Linked DNA regions of Pan troglodytes: region 1 is linked to region 2. Evidence: chromatin contacts called from public HiChIP or PLAC-seq data. All regions are on one chromosome and are shown on one strand. Each heading gives the region's core, a stretch centred on a gene start, on an enhancer-like site or on the middle of the called end of the contact. The rest is flanking DNA. Distances are from core to core; before and after follow the strand shown. Region 1 holds the start of SERTAD2 (SERTA domain containing 2). Region 2 holds the start of SLC1A4 (solute carrier family 1 member 4).

Evidence for each region. HiChIP or PLAC-seq counts read pairs in DNA pulled down with a chosen protein or histone mark.
Region 1: a contact with region 2 is called in an H3K4me3 HiChIP or PLAC-seq map of stem cell-derived excitatory neurons, with 2.7 times the contacts expected there. The contact joins the promoter of SERTAD2 here to the promoter of SLC1A4 in region 2. A contact is called at or near these places in 1 of 7 Hi-C or Micro-C datasets (stem cell-derived neural progenitor cells) and 1 of 1 datasets of contacts at active chromatin or transcription factors (stem cell-derived excitatory neurons).

What each region holds. Positions count from the first base shown.
Region 1 is chr12:57,972,184-57,976,443 of NHGRI_mPanTro3-v2.0_pri, reverse strand. SERTAD2 (SERTA domain containing 2) reads right to left here and starts at 1,963. Exons shown (of 2, transcript XM_009442562.5): 1 at 1,175-1,963.
Region 2 is chr12:57,736,146-57,740,566 of NHGRI_mPanTro3-v2.0_pri, reverse strand. SLC1A4 (solute carrier family 1 member 4) reads left to right here and starts at 2,725. Exons shown (of 8, transcript XM_009442565.5): 1 at 2,725-2,935.

The DNA.
Region 1 (4,260 bases), core at 714-3,213, 240 kb before region 2:
TACAGGAACAGTCTATTCTTTAAAATTAAATTTAGTAACAACTTATTCTGGTTACTCTGAAAGAGAAGGAGAGAATGAACTATTAAGAGGCCTTTCCTGTACTTCAATGTTTCAAAACATGTTTGGTTTGGCCTCATTTGAATCTTGTGGACAACTAGCCCAGAACTTGACTCAAAAAGAGTAATACCATTTTAAAACAGCTGAATTCTAAAAAGCAACCTCAGAAGCCAACTCTGAGCAACTATTTCTCATAATTTTTACTTTTATTTCAAACAAAATATGAAAGATGCATATGGCAACATCCTCATAAAGCATATATAGACAGGTATTTGTACTTCTGAGCTATGGACAACCAAGAAACCAAATCAAAATTTTACAAAATTCTGTAGTATGACATTGCTGAACAAGCAATGAAGTACACAAAAGATGGATATCAAAAGAGAAATAATCCATATTTCTCTCATATCCTTAACATGCTCCATTGTGTCCAGTGACTGAGAAATTTAAAACTCTGTGTTGTAATGCCTCCCTGTAACAGAGGTGAGCTAAAGATGAAGTGTCAAGCTGGATTTCCATCTTACCTTGCTTTCCTCCAACAGGTTCAAAGACTTCATAACCTTTGATACGGACTTGATATTTTTTCAATAGGGAACCCATAAAACTATTTTCAAATAAAAACACTAAGCAATGCCACTAGACAATCTGTCTTTCTCTGCTTTATCGCTGCCCTATCGCCACGCATTAAAATTATAAATACCTTTCTGCCTTGCCTTTATTGAATAAAAGTTTAACTTTGAATTAGAAGAAAACGTACCCATCGTCCCTTTTACACTTTTTGCAGGTGATAGAATCTATCAGATCACATTGGTGGCTATCACTGCTCTCTAAGCATCCTAAAGATAGAAAGCATGCCATTACCAAATGTTTTATAAGCGTTATAATGCCCCGATGGTGGAAGTCTGGCAATACCTAGACATACAGCAAGGCTGGTGAATAAGGAGCTGAGGGGCGGGGGAAGCGGGAGCGAGGGAGGGAGGAAAGGAGGGAGTCGCCACCTTAAATCCACGCCGGACCGGGAACCTGCAGCCCACAACCTGATCCCTGCCCTCCCCAACAGCGGACCGGCCACCAAATTTTTTCAGATCCTCCCCACCCAACCCAGCACAGCACTCACCCTTCTGCGAAGAAGTCGGCACCCAGTCCAGCTCCGAGACGGGTCGGGGTGGCAGCGAGGGAGGGGGCGTCTGGGCTGTGGGCGGGGGGTGTTCTGTGCGTCACTCGAGTACAGGACGGTGAGTTCGAGGGGTGGGAGCGCAGAGGAGCGGGGAAATCAAGTCACGGCCGAAAAGGGAGAAGGAGAAACGGAGGGGTGGGGTGATGGAGCGCCCCCTCCCTAAAATAAACCCACCGGCCCCTACGATCTCTGCCCCAGAGAGGGAAAATAAAATCAGGGGAAATAATAGACCAACCAATAAATCTCTAAAACGACGAGGAGCGAGGAACAGACTTTAATTTAAAGGGGGGAAAATTGAGCGAGGGCTGGAGGGGAGACAGAGGGAAGCGGCTCTGGGTCTATCCCATGCCTTTGCAGTCCCCAGGCAGAGGAGGAGGCTGGCTGAGGGGAAGTTGCAGCGGCTCCCGAGGAGGAGGAGGAGAAGGAGGAGGAGGATGTTACACCGTAACAAGTACAGACAGACAGCCATGGATCAGAGGGGCGCTGCAAGCAGGAGCAGGGGCGGCCGCGGCGGGGCGAGCGGCGGCGGGCGGCAGCACCGCCTGCTCGGCTCGCTCAAGACATTTAATTGGATTGATGGGTTGTGCAGTGACTCACAGACTTTACAGAGTCGTACAGCAATCCCCGCCCAGCTGGACAGGGGTGATGCGGCGGGGACGGGCGGGGTAAGGGGGCCGAGAAAGAGCTGGGCTAAGAGGCGGCGACGAGAGGGTGAGGAGCTGAGGGGGCGGAGCGGAGCGGAGCTACCCAATGGTGAGGCCCATCGTTCCGACGGGCGTGGGCCTCGACCTATGGCGGCGCGGCTCGTTAAGCGGCTGGCTGCACCCCTGGCCCAATGAGTCTTCTAAGGACACTGCCGCGAGCGGGGCGGGGGCAGTGGAGTGGGGGGTGGGGAGAGGTGGGTGGACGTTCAAGTGTTAGGGTGGAGGGAAGGAGGAGGCGCCGGAGACCCGCGGAGTCACTCGGCCCTCCTCGCTCCAGAAGTGCGCCTTCTGCCAATCCGAGCGCCTCGCGGGAGTGATGGACGCGAGCGTGTGGCCAATGGGGAGGAGATGGCTTCCGCCGCCGGCCAGAGGGGAAGGAGCGGGCGGGCCAGGCCTCCCCCTCTCCACCAGCTCCTCTCCGGGCCAGCCCTCCCCTCCCGCGCGGCTCGGGTCAGTCACGCAAATAACAGTGTGAGGGCCGGGGCCGCGCGGGGGGGCGGCGGCCCGCTGCTGGCTGCGTGACAGCGATAGGGACTGGCTGTGCTGCCTACTCTGATCCGGCAGGAGGAGGCGGCGGCGGAGGCTGGCTCCTAACTCTGCGTGCAGGCGGCTGCTGCTGCTCAGCCTCTGCCTGGCGCTGCCGGGGAGCCCCTGCGGCCAAACCCCACTCCCGGGGGACAGCCAGATTTGGAGTGAATCAGATCACGCAGTGCCCACTCTTGGAGACCGCTCCGGGGGAAGTCCGGCGGGGCTGTGTGCTGGGATCTGAGGAGGCTGGAAGCCGTAGGCGGGAGGCTTGGCCGTGACATTTGCCCCTTGCTTGCTTGCCTGTTTTCTGGGAAAGTCAGGGTAGGGTGTGGGCAGGTCGAAACAGCTCCTGAATACGTCCTGTTGCTTTACTGAGTTTCTGGAAAAGGCACTTCTTAACCTGGTATGAGCGAAGCTGTAAATGCATGTCGATACCTCAGCTTCCTCCAACCCTCCCTCCCGCACGGATCTTCCTCCCACTGGCTCACCTTGAACCCTGACGTCGGTGCTCCGCAGCACCCACTACTAGATCTTCTCCTCCCTGCTGATTCCCAGGAGTTATGGCTTTTCACAGTTTCTTGGCTACTGTCCAGCAATCATTTTACAGACCTTAACCCTTTACACACCCTTGTACTTGAAAGTACTGTAACTGTAACCACCAATAAACCTGAATGGAGATGTTCACTAAAGCAAATACACTGGCAAGAACCCACCTTCTTCCCCACAGGTGCATTTCTGCACGTAATTTGAGACTTAAAGACAATTGCTTCTGTGAAGAAACTAAGGAAAGGCAAATTAGACACTGTATCTCTACTCAAATTCACTTAGAATACCCGACATCCCCTTTCCACAAAGGAGTCATCTGGAGAGACCTAGGAATAATTTAGCTTTGGAGTCTTGAAGTGAGCGAAATCTTTACATACGTGTGTGTGTATGTATATATATGTATATATTTCAAATATATATATGAAATTGAAACCTACAGTGCTCTGGAATTCAGAAGAGAGATACTAAGTGAACACAAAGGTTTACTTTGGTCATATTGGGACCTTCCTTGATTATTGTCATTTTAGGATACAGATCCTTCCCCTGGGCCTGTTAAGACATACAGCCTGACACTTCTTTTCTCTTCCCTTTCTGATTTTAGCCCTACTCCATGATTTCTTTCAGTAGTCCTGAGTCCACTTACAAAAATGAGCTGTGCCACAAACTTCTTGTAGCACACAGCTTGTGTATGTGTTGCCTCTCAGTATGCTGAAACTCCTTTGGAATTCCACAGTGCAGGAAGGCCAGTGTCCTCATCCCAAGACATGATTTGCAAAAAGTGGACAGTGTTCCCTTAGCCAGGTCACCCTGTGGTAAGTGAAACAAATTAGATCCCTTGTGTGGGAAAAATTCACTTTTTTCCAAAGTGGGTTATTGAACTACATTTAAGAATGTGCTGGCTGGGTCCAGTGGCTCATGCCTGTAATCCCAGCACTTTGGGAGGCCGAGGCAGGCGGATTACCTGAGATCAAGAGTTCGAGATCAGCCTGGCCAACATGGTGAACCCTCGTCTCTACTAAAAATACAAAAAGAAAAAAATTAGCTGGGCCTGGTGGTGCGTGCCTATAGTCCCAGCTACTCGGGGAGGCTGAGGTAGGAGAATCGCTTGAACCCAGGAGGTGGAGGTTGCAGTGAGCCAAGATCGCGCCACCGCACTCAAGCCTGGGCAACAGAGGGAGACTCCATCTCAAAAAAAACAAAAAAAAAGAATGTGCTAATGATACATTTTAGAAGCCCCTTTCTTATTTC
Region 2 (4,421 bases), core at 1,476-3,975:
GGTCTGTGGGTTGACTGGGGTGTTCTTCTTTAGGCTGTGAGGCAGCTGGGTTTGATCAGGGCTGCAGGCTAAATTCAGGCACACTCCTGTCTTTGTTCTGGTGCCAGGCTGAAGGGGCAGCATCTACCCAAGGCATGCTGGGTCACACGTATGCAGGAGTCCACATGCGATTGTGTGAAAACATTTTGATGCCTCCACTTGCATCACATCCACAAAGGCAATGGGGAAGGTAAACTCCTATCTAAGTGGAAGAAACAAGGGAATAAATTTTGGCTGAACAATACTTTAGCCTATCACGGGATCAGATGACAGTAGTGGTAACGCTGTCAGGCTGGATCACTTGTAAGGCGTTGCTATAATTCAGTACTTACGCATCCAGAAACCAGGGAAAACACATATAAGTACTGTGGGGGAAGGTGTCTAACACAGGAATCAACTTTTTTTTTGCACAAAATACCTACAAACAGGAGGCATGTAAAATTATCAAAAGACCAAAAAATGCAAAAGGAGAGGAAGAAAGAGGGAAAAAGGTGGCAGAAAGTGAACCCTTTCATAGAGAGATATAGTAATACCACCAAATGTTGCTGAGGCCAGAAGAGGACACCTGTTTCTTGGTTTGCCTCACAAGTAGGCAGAGTGGCTACAGGGCAGCCCTCTGGAGATAAAAGGCCCCAAGAGACCCTTTCGCTAATTCAATGACAGATATATGTAGCATAGTATAAGGCACCCCCAAACAGTGCTCTCACACTCAGCACCACATGATGTCTAGTAGTTCAGGGAGTTCTCCACTCCCAATTGAGGGTTGACTGACTGTTATTGCAGCTTTGGAGTGCACAGGTACAGCATAAAAAGCTGCAGGCAGCAAGCAGAGTTGGTGCAAAGAGGATTCAGAAAGGCTATGGGAGGAATGTGGTATCTGAACTGGGACTGGATGGAGAGGCAGAACAATGTGGAAGGAGCACACAGTGCCATTTTTGCAGGAGGCATAGAGGGCACATGGCTAGAGAGCAGGCTGAGGCCAGATCACGGTAGGCCTCGAATGCCAGGATGAGGAACACATTCTTAATTCACTGGGAGCCACTGAAAGCTTTTGAACAAGAAGTGATATGAAGGAGTTGTCCTCCAATATCATTTTTCTGTGTTTCCTTAGTAACAGAAACTCCAATTTTTTAACTGGGTGGATGCCTGTGTAAAACAAAAATTACATTCCCTAACGTTTCTTGCAGAAAAGTATGGTCATTTGACTAAATTCTTATCGATGAAATATAAGAGAAATAATGTGTATGACTTTTAGGAAGTTTTTTTAAAGAGAGAAGGCATGCCCTCATTGCTCTTTCTTTTCTGCTGGGTGAAAGCTGAACTTTATCCTAACATGTATATTACTCATTAGGAAGATTAGCCTGGGGCAAGGCAAAATACAGGATGGTTGGAACAAAAGGAGCATTGGAAGTGGGAAGACTAATTAGGAGAACATTTCAATAGCCCAGATAAGAAGTGAGGAAATAAGAACTGAGCCAGTGTGGTAGCAGTGGGAATAGATGGGATGGGCAGATGTGATAAATATTGTGAAAGGAATCTCTGTGGGACTTGGCAATTCATTAGATGAGAGAAGGCACCACAGAGGGAAGAATCAAAGTTCACTTTGAAGTTTCACACAGAGGTGACTGGGTCATCAATTATGTTTTAACCGAAGGGATGAGCAGGTTTGAGGAAGGCAACCATGAGTTTGGTTTTGAACATTTTAGTTGGGACGCCTGCAGGATATTCAGGTGAAGATGTAAAACAGGCAGCCGAAGACTCATTTCTGGAGCATGATTTGAGAGTCTTTTGCATAAACGTGGTAGTCAAAACAAAGGGAAGGGCTGATTGGCAAAACACAGTGTGTGTCTGTAGGAATTACTCTTTCTTCAGTGCACATAGAGAAATGAACTGCATTCTGGAAAACCAGATACAAATATGTGCAGCTCTTCATCTGACACTACCTCCCCCGCCCCCCCCCCCCCCCCCACACACACACAATCCTTACAAGTTCTAGCCAATAGCTGGCTGGCTCCAAGCAATAAAATACTCACTGTCTCAAAATTTGGACAGCTCCTTAAAGTTCCTTATGAAGGCATTTTGATTTGCACAAATATGTCATGACGTTTTAAGATGACTCCTTTTTAGCAAGAAATCTATAGTAAATTGCCTTCCTCCTTAATTGAGGTTAGCCACAATTAGGTCTTCCCTTGCCTGGCACAGTGGGTGGTGCCAGCTACCAAGGAGGATCCCATAAGCCCAGGAACTGGGAGACCAGCCTGGGCAACATAGCGAGACCTTGTCCCAGAAAGAGAGGAAAGAAAGGAAAGAAAGGGAAAGAAGGAAAGAAGGAAGGAAGGGAGGGAGGGAGGAAGGAAGGAAGGAAAGAAGGAAGGAAAAAGAAAAAACAAAAGACCACTCACGGAAGTCTTTAAAGAACAATTCACAAGCAGAATAAGAAAATATAAAAATATAATAACTGTGACACAGTAAAAAGACTCAGCAGAAGTTTCCCTTGTAACTCGCGTGGCCAAAGCAGATATCAAATAAAAGATGAAATAAACAGGAAATCCATAGAACGTGAACAATAAGGAACCGTTCAGGATGGCCAAACCGCCGTCTGCGCTGTTTTCTCGCCAGGGCTCAGGCCTGGGAACGGAAGAGGTTAAAATCCAGTGGCTTGTGTTTCAGCTTTGGTTACGTGGCAGAAACCAACTGGAAGTGGTGGCGTGAGAGCTCTGTTTCTTCTAGAAGAGCTTTGCGTCTTAAACGCCCATACCGCAGACAGCTGCCTGGCGGGCGACCCAGCCCCATCCTGATGGCCCCAGGACACAAGCCCAGGAGCGCCCCGGTGCGCGCGGTTCCGCGGCCCAGGGGCGCCGGGTTTGGTGGCACAGCGAGCCCCCTTTCTCTAGCGGTATGGCTGCGTTAGAGCCCTAATGAGCGCGTGCGAAGGCTCCCCTTATTCATCCATCCTCCGGTCCGTCCTTTGTCTCAAGGCCGGGGCCTTGCTGGGCACCATGGCGTGCTTTACCGCACAAGCCCCTGAGGACCCCTGGAACAAGGCATCTTCCGCAGGAGGGGACGCGGCGGCAGAACCGCCCCGGGCCCCCTCACCGCGCCCGGCCCCCCTCACCGCGCCCGGCCCCCTGGCGGGAGAGGCCGGCGAGCTCTGGAGAGGAGAGCGGGCCGCGCGGGGGCGAAAGCGCCACCCGGGAGAGAGGGACCCTCCCCTCTCCTCCCCTCTCCTCCCCTCCCCTCCCCTCCCACAGTCCTCAGGAGGAGGAACGCCGCTGCGTTCTAAGTTCTCCCGGGCCCTCTGGCCCCGAGGACTCAGATCCCGGCCGCGGGAGAGGGCCCGGCAGGTGCCAACGAGTCCGGGCGGTCCTTCAGCCCGCACTTCCCCGCGGTCGCCCGGAGCCGGCCTCCGTTAGCCGGGCGGGTAGGCGGCTATTGGCGCCAGGATTGGCCGGCGCCGCCCGCGCCCCCGCGGCCTCGGGTGGAGCCTCCCGCCCGGCCGCCCCCTGCGGCACCCGCGACACGGGTGGGGACCAGAGGCTCCCGGCGGCGGCTCCCGGGCTGTGATTGGCCAGCGCCGCAGGGGGCGGGACGGCGGGCGTGAAGTGGGCGGGCTGGGGCCGCTCGCGCTCCCTCCTACTTCCCCCTCTGCGTCCGCGTTCGCGGCTCCCGTTTGCATCATCTCCAGCCGGCGGCTGCTCCAGGGAGGCTGGGCGCGATCCTCTCCGCCCGCGGCTCCAACCCGCACTCTGCGCCTCTCCTCGCCTTTCTCGCACCTGCTCCTGCGCCAGGCCGGGAGACCCCCGGGGCGGCTTCCCAGAACCTGCGGAGCACAACTGGCCGACCGACCCATTCATTGGGAACCCCGTCTTTTGCCAGAGCCCACGTCCCCTGCCACCTCTAGCTCGGAGCGGCGTGTAGCGCCATGGAGAAGAGCAACGAGACCAACGGCTACCTTGACAGCGCTCAGGCGGGGCCTGCGGCCGGGCCCGGAGCTCCGGGGACCGCGGCGGGACGCGCACGGCGTTGCGCGGGCTTCCTGCGGCGCCAAGCGCTGGTGCTGCTCACCGTGTCCGGGGTGCTGGCGGGCGCGGGCCTGGGCGCGGCGTTGCGCGGGCTCAGCCTGAGCCGCACGCAGGTCACCTACCTGGCCTTCCCCGGCGAGATGCTGCTCCGCATGCTGCGCATGATCATCCTGCCGCTGGTGGTCTGCAGCCTGGTGTCGGGCGCCGCCTCCCTCGATGCCAGCTGCCTCGGGCGTCTGGGCGGCATCGCTGTCGCCTACTTTGGCCTCACCACACTGAGTGCCTCGGCGCTCGCCGTGGCCTTGGCGTTCATCATCAAGCCAGGATCCGGTGCGCAGACCCTTCAGTCCAGCGACCTGG